2 separate regions of the Mus musculus genome follow, and region 1 is linked to region 2. A link is a contact called in public Micro-C data. All regions are on one chromosome and are shown on one strand. The core of a region is the stretch at or near the end of the contact, and the rest is flanking DNA. Distances in the headings are between cores, read along the strand shown. Region 1 overlaps Sptb (spectrin beta, erythrocytic). Region 2 has its middle 27 kb from the start of Gm40445.

Evidence for each region. Hi-C and Micro-C count contacts between places; a contact is called where the count stands out from the background.
Region 1: a contact with region 2 is called in a Micro-C map of the G1E-ER4 cell line, with 2.1 times the contacts expected there. The contact joins two enhancer-like sites. A contact is called at or near these places in 4 of 484 Hi-C or Micro-C datasets (the G1E-ER4 cell line, bone marrow-derived macrophages and nephron progenitors).

The regions. Positions count from the first base shown.
Region 1 is chr12:76,649,367-76,652,920 of GRCm38.p6, reverse strand. It overlaps Sptb (spectrin beta, erythrocytic), which reads left to right. Exons shown (of 36, transcript NM_013675.3): 2 at 2,943-3,144. The coding sequence starts at 2,997. Among named protein-coding and RNA genes, the nearest start is that of Sptb, 59 kb to the left of the region's middle. Within about 2 kb of position 2,185, at least 20 of the 459 cell types and tissues checked have an H3K27ac peak or open chromatin away from gene starts, as enhancers often do. A contact at or near this core is called in the G1E-ER4 cell line, where this site is marked.
Region 2 is chr12:76,494,852-76,498,371 of GRCm38.p6, reverse strand. No RefSeq gene overlaps it. Among named protein-coding and RNA genes, the nearest start is that of Gm40445, 27 kb to the left of the region's middle. Within about 2 kb of position 1,866, at least 9 of the 459 cell types and tissues checked have an H3K27ac peak or open chromatin away from gene starts, as enhancers often do. A contact at or near this core is called in the G1E-ER4 cell line, where this site is marked.

The DNA.
Region 1 (3,554 bases), core at 936-3,435, 150 kb before region 2:
TTAAGATCTTTGGGGTGAAATGGGAGTTGTATGCTCAAGCACTACCCATAAGACACCCTCTCTCCTTTTGCTGACAGGGCCATAAGGTCCAAGTTTAGGCTTGTATGGGGGCCTCCATGAGTCATGGAAGTTCACTCTGCATGCATCAGTGACTGACATCATTGAAGCTTTGACCACATCACCCCATTTCTAAGTTCCCCTCAGATGACAACTTGAATGCCATTTCTGTGGCTCCTGGTTTGATCGGATGTTTTCCCGTGAGACCCCATCATATGCTATTCTCTTTAGCTATAGTGGTTCTTCTGGCCAGGCCTTTGAAGGGTCCTGGTGATGGTAATAGGAGGGACCTGGGTGACACCGAGAAAGCACTGGGTTGAATTTGGTTTCAGGCTCATTGCCTTGGCCTGGGGTGGGGGGTGTTGTTCATTTCTGGAATCACCATAGGTAATCCGCCCTCTCTGAGACCATCTTTGCCTCAGCATGTGGACACACCTCACCCACCAACCCTTGACTCTGGCAAAATTGCCACCTGGGCAGGGGCTAGGGAAGGTGTCAGGAGGAAGAGACCCCATTCTCATTTCTTCTGTGGTATCTATCCCCAGGGACTTGGTCCTTCTGTTATCAAGCAAGCAAACAAGCAAACAAACATACTAGACTCATTTGTTCAGATACACAAATGTATTTCCCCACATTCCTGGCAGGGCCACTGTCTGGCTGCTGTCCTTTGTGAGCTGCGGTCTCAGGAAGGATGGTGTTTTTAAGCAGGATGAATTGCTGTTGTGTCCCTGATCTCCTGCACCCAGGGCCATCAATCTTGTCTTGCACGCTGGTTCTGCTGGTCTGCCTACTTGGGCTCATCTTTCTGGGGCAGACTTATTTACGAAGCCATAGCTAAGGTAATCTCACTCCCAGACCCGCAGCCTGGGCCTCTCTCAGCCACTCTTAAAAATAGCCTGGGATGAAGGGAGTGAGCCAGGGTCTGGTTACCTCTGGGGCTCACAGGCGATCTTACCTCACATCTGACAACTTGGCCCCTCTCAGGGGCTTCTGGATAAGCTTGTGGCTGTGCAGGTGGTGGTCAGCTTGTCAGCCTCTGTCTGACTCACACTTCCAAGTCAGTGGTCATTGCGTTCCTCCGGGGAGGCAGTAAAGGCTTGAGAAGTAGGGAAACCCTTCCCAGCTGTCTCTGCTCAGACCATCGAGAGGACAGCCCAGCCCTAGAAGCAGTTAGTCCATTACGGAGAACGGGCTGTTCAAAGGGACAACAGTAGTCTTGAGCACAGGCCTGGCATGGTGTGGGGGATACTGTGTTCAGGATAATGACTGGCTTTCCCACTTTGCACGTTCTCTTTGCCCTGAGCAGTAAATACCTTCGTTCAGCGCTAGCATCTGGGACACACTCTCCCAATGGCCCAATTCTCTCTCCCTATCCCTAAGACCATTTCGGTCAAGGGTGATAACAGGACTCTAGCATGACCTGTTGTCTAAGCCCCTACAGTAGTGGTAGACGACCTTGGGGAGGCCCCATCCTGTGTCTTTTTCTCCCTTGTGCAGTTAGAGATGATAATTTTGGCTCCTGTCTTACCTCAAAGGGATGTGGTGGGATTGATTTATCAGACTGGGAGACAAGAGTCTGAAGTGACTAAGTCTGAAGAGTAAGGTCCAAACACTGCAGTCGCGCTCAGAGTGGCAAGCAAGCATTGTGCCTCCTGCCTGTGTGAACCTCCTGGGGATGTGAGCCCACGTGTTGGCATATGTGAAAAGACGGTGTATAGTTTAGTAGTTATTCATGTTTGTTGTTTGCCCGCCTCCCTGGCCTTTCCACCCATGGTTACTCTCGTGAATGGGAAAGCTCTGGGCCCCCATTCTGAAGTACAGACTTGAACTTGGAATCTCTTAAGTTCCCAGGCACAGATGAGAGAAGGCAGTAATTTTCCCAAGGCCGTGAACATTGGTAACCAAGATGGCCGCTGCTGCCACCTCCTGTCTCTCTTTTCTCCCCAACATCTCCTATTCTCCAGTTACTCGCCGGCTCCCTGGTTCTTGCTGTTGCTTCTTATCTTCAGTGTTGATATTTCCTTTCGTTTAGATTCTTGTCCCTTTCGACCCATCCTTCCACGAGTGCCTCCAGACTTCCTTGGAAAGCATTTGCCAATCACGTGGTTCTTGGCACTCAGTCCCTAACATACCCAGTTCTCCTTTTGTCATGACGTACAGTGCCTGCTACTGCTACCCTGGCTCTCTGGGCTGCTTGGACTGGTCAGGGATTCAACAGGAGACCTTATTCCAACAACTGCTCACACTTTCAAGAAGAAAACAAAACAAAACAAAAAGAACAAGAAGAAACTTGACTTCTTCTGTTGTTAAGGGTGGAGTCTCAGGGGCAGGGCGGGCAGCCTGATAGACTCAATGTCTCCACCCCCACCCAACCCCACACTGGTTCCGTTTAAGTCAGACCCAGTCAACTGCAACTGTCATCCCCCCCCCACACCTGCCTTTGTCTCCACCCACCCCCCAGGCAGACTTCTGATCTTAGTCCCTGACTGAGGTGAGGTGTCTCTTCCTTGAGTGCCCATCCCACAATCCCCAGCCTCTGGTTCCCAGGAGAGCTGTCTCTTAAGCTGCTCCAGTGCCCAGGCAGCAGCAGGTTTGACGGAAGCTGGCTCACTGGGACTGATGTCTCCACCTGCTGGCCATCCTGACCCTGCCGCATGCAGCTCTCAGCCTGTCCCAAACACTGTCACTGTCACAGCCAATGCCGCCGTTACTCCTGCTGCAATATTTTGTAACACAGGGCCCTGAGACCCCAGGGGAAGAAACTGCCCTGACAGTGTGTGGCTTCCATAGGATCTGCTTCTGTTGGACTTCCCTCATAAGTCCCCACCGAGAAAAAGAGCAAGGGGCTTGGATGCTAACCCTTTGCCTGTGTTGCTGTCCCCTAGGGACCCTTCCATGAAGACTGAGCCAGGCACAGCTGCTAAGAAGAGCCTGCTGACATGACATCGGCCACGGAGTTTGAAAACGTGGGCAACCAGCCACCATTCAGCCGGATTAACGCCCGCTGGGATGCCCCCGATGACGAACTGGATAATGACAACAGCTCAGCCAGGCTCTTTGAGAGGTCACGGATCAAGGCCTTGGCAGGTACTGCTTGGGGCCATGGGGGTCAGAAGGTTACAGTCATAATCCTTATCAGGTCCATGTCCCTCCTGGCTATGGTGGAGCCTCTGTATGTGAGCTCTCATATGGCAGTGTTGGGAACACCTTTGCCAAGTTCCGAGAGCACCCTTTCCCCAGGGAATACAGGCTTCAGCAGCTTGTCCCAGAATCCTCAACTTCCTCCCAATTGTTCTGAGAGTCAGGGAAATGCTGGCATTGGTGGAGGGTGGTTCGGCCATCTGTCTCTGTTCCAAGTGACCTGGGACCAAAGTGAAAAATGTGAGTAAGGAGTGTCTGAGGGGCTACACAGGCACAAGTTCAAGAGGTGACCTGTGCCCTTACTACCTTGCCTATATGTACGGAGAGAGCAATTACCGTTGCTTCCTCTGTGGTCC
Region 2 (3,520 bases), core at 617-3,116:
TTGAACTTGTAATCCCCCTAGCTTCCACTCCTGAGTGCTGGTATTTTAGTCATTTACATCACATCCAGTTTTATAGGATGCTGGGAATCCGGCTCAGGGCTTTGTGAGCACAGCTAAGACATATGCCTAGCCCTACATTTTCTTTTCTTCTGGAGGCTTTTCTCTTCGCCTCTGGGAACACAAAAACTCTGCCTTCAGATCAGTGTTGACACCTGCCCCCTCACCCCTGACTCCATCCACCCCAGAAGCTTAGTCCTTAAGGAATGAAATTCATGTACACTACCACTTCCGCTGAGCTTCAAGGCTACCCTCTCATCCGTTTCTCTCCTCATTCTTCACCGTCAGTCATCGTGGTGTCTGTGTCCCCAATATCCAGGGACTTCAAGGCCTGCTCCATCTACTGTAAGCCTGTCAGAAGGCTACACTCCAGGGACGGGTATCCCTGGCTTTCTACCAGAGAGGCAACTTGGTCTCCAAGGGTGGGGCAGAGGTGGGGGTGGGGGTGGGGTGGGGGGAGAAGTGGCAAAGTGTAGAGAATTTAGCTTAGGGATCCTGGCTCCCTCAATGGGAGAACTTTTTCTCAGGGTTATTGACTTCTTGACAGAGAGACCTTAGACTAGTGGTTTTCAACCGTGTCCTAATGCTGCAACCCTTTAACACAGTTCCTCAGATGGTGGTGACCTCCAACCATAAGATAATTTTTGTTGCTACTTCATAACTGTAATTTTGCTAGTTACAAATTATAATGTAGATATCTGATAAGCAGAAGGTCACTCAGTTTTATTGGATGCTAGGAATCCAGCTTAAAGGGTCTTTTGACACCCTACAAAGGGGGCCCAACCTACAGTTTGAGAACCACTGCCTTAGGTCATGTTCAAGTTTTTTTCTTCCCTTTTCTTCCCTTTCCTTTCTTTTCCTTTTCTTTTCTCTTCTTTCCTTTCTTTCTTTTTCCTTTTTTCTTTCTTTCTCCTCCTCCTCCTCTCTTCCTCCTCTTCCTCCTCCTCCTCCTCCACCTTCTTCTTCTTCTTCTTCTTCTTCTTCTTCTTCTTCTTCTTCTTCTTCTTCTTCTTCTTCTTCTTCTTCTTCTTCTTCTTTCTTCTTTGCTTTGAGACAGGGTCTCATGTAGCCTGCTGGGACAACAAAAGCAGAAAACTTTCTCCCAACACTTGTTTGAGACTGGAGACTGAATTTGGAGCCTCAGTTCCTACCAATATTTTCTCTCAAAGAATGTTTCTCTTGATGATGATGATAGTGGTGGTGATGTTTTGGTAATTTTGGGTTTTTGAGACGGGGTTTCTCTGTATAACCTTCTTTGGCTGTCCTGGGACTTTTGCTGAAGACCTGGAACTCATAGAGCTACATTTGCCTCTGTCTCCTGAGCCTTGTGATTAAAGGCAAGCACTGCCACCATTCAACTCTCCTTTTTTTTATTTTTTTGAGACAGGATCTCACTTGGTCACTATGTAGCTCTGGCTGGCCCAGAACTACTATGTACATCAAGTTGGCCTCAAATTCACAGAGATCTGTCTACCTTTACCTCCTAAGGACTGGAATTAAAGGCTTGTGCCACCACATCACACCAGGCCCCAGATCATAGGCCCTAGATCATACTGTTTTAATTTTTACATACTTTATTTATTAATCTTGTGGAGAGGGGAGTGCGGCACGCTCGTGCCAACAAGCCCAGGTTAGTCAGGCTTGGCAGCAGGAGCCTTTACCCTCTGAGCCATCTTGCTGGCCCGAGATCATATTTCAATCTAAAGAGAAAGCATACTCACTATCTGCCTTTCTGGTCGCCCCCTGGGCATTTGCTTTCTTATAAAAGTTTGGAGAAGTCTGAAGGATCAGTCCCAAAGAATGGACAAGCGGCTCACTTCTGCCCCCTAGAGGACATGAAGAAAGAAGCGGGGGAGCTAAATACGTGCTCGGAAATCCTTACAGAAACAAGAATTTAAAACCCTCAATCTAAAGAGAGCATCATTTAGCTCCCGAAAGAGAGGCGGGCTGGAAGCAGGTTATCCGGACCAAGATTAAGAGCATATCAGGGTAAACCGATAACCAGACGGGGACAGCTCACTCCCCACCTCCACCCCTCACACCTTCCTGCTCCCCAGCCCTCATTCCCATCCCCACCTCAAGAGAGTCAAGAGAGGGTTTCTCTATGTAGCTCTGGCTGTCCCGGAAGTCACTCTGTAGACCAGGCTGGCCTCAAACTCAGAGATACCCTGCCTCTGAGTGCTGGGATTAAAGACATGAACCACCACCCGGCCGGAAGCACTCATCTTAACCCGAACCCCAGAGTTTGTTTGTTTGTTTTTTAAGTGTTTGAGGTTTTTGCATGTTTACCATGCGTATGCAGTGTCCATAGAGGTCAGAAGCCAGCATCGGATTCCTGGAACCAGAGCTAAGGACGGTTTGAGTTACAGTGTAGGTGCTGGGAAATGAGTCCTAGTTCTCTGCAAGAACAACAGGTTCTCTCAACCCCGGGAGCTATCTCTCCATCTCTCCAGGCTCTCTGATCCCCAGCACCTTTATACCAGGGCAAGCCTGGGGAACAAACACACATCATTCATGCATCCTACAAAAGCTACCAGAACACCTCTCATCTACACGGTTACTATAGCCTGTGGTGCACTTAACAGAGCTGGGTCTGCGGTCCTTGCTCCAAAGAGGATGGGCCAGTTAGATTATCTCTTTTGAGATACTTGGCTTGCTGATTGAAAAAAGAACCCATTTGCACAATGCCCTGGCAGTCCGGATGCCACCTTGTGCTTGTCGGCTTGATTTCACTTGTTCTGTTGGACCTCAGTTTCCTTGGCTGTAACAGCAGACTGTAGCTCACTAACCTCCTTCCTGCTCTCTGTCTGCAAAGCTTTAACCCCTTCCCTCCCTCCAAGATGGCTGAGGGAAACTTGTCTATGTGCCCTGCCTAGGATGTTGGTCTCCATACCTGTGCAGAGTTATCTCCCCACAAACAGTTCCTGAAAAGCCCAACAGCTGCTGGAACCTGTGCCCTCCCGGTCCCCTAGGCTCTGGGCTCTGGGTATCTCTGTTGCTGGCATTCCCAGCCATGCTGTAGGTCCTTTCTTTTTGCTGCTATCTAGGTTGTAATGTGGATTTTCATTTCACGAGGGAATCCTGGGGGAAAGTACAGTTGACTGAAAAAGGAAAATGTCTAGAAATCCAGAAATCTTGAGATCTGAAATCCATCAGGCCAGGCTTTAAACCCTGGCTCTGTGACTTAATAAGCGTGTGATTTGGAACAAGTTGCCCATGCTGGGCTTGGTTTCTTCATCTACAGAAGGGGCATAAGAAAAATGTCTACATGCTGTGGGAAAGAGGACACCCACATTGTGCCTGCAGACAAGGCGGGTGGTTTGCTTTTTCTCCCCAGACCTCTGGGTTTTTGTAATAACCAGAGGATGTGGGCACACTCCCAAGCATCCTTTCTGCTTGGAATCCCAAATGTGTATTTGTAGATCCTAAGCATCTCTTACCCCCAGCAATTGGGAGACTGCTG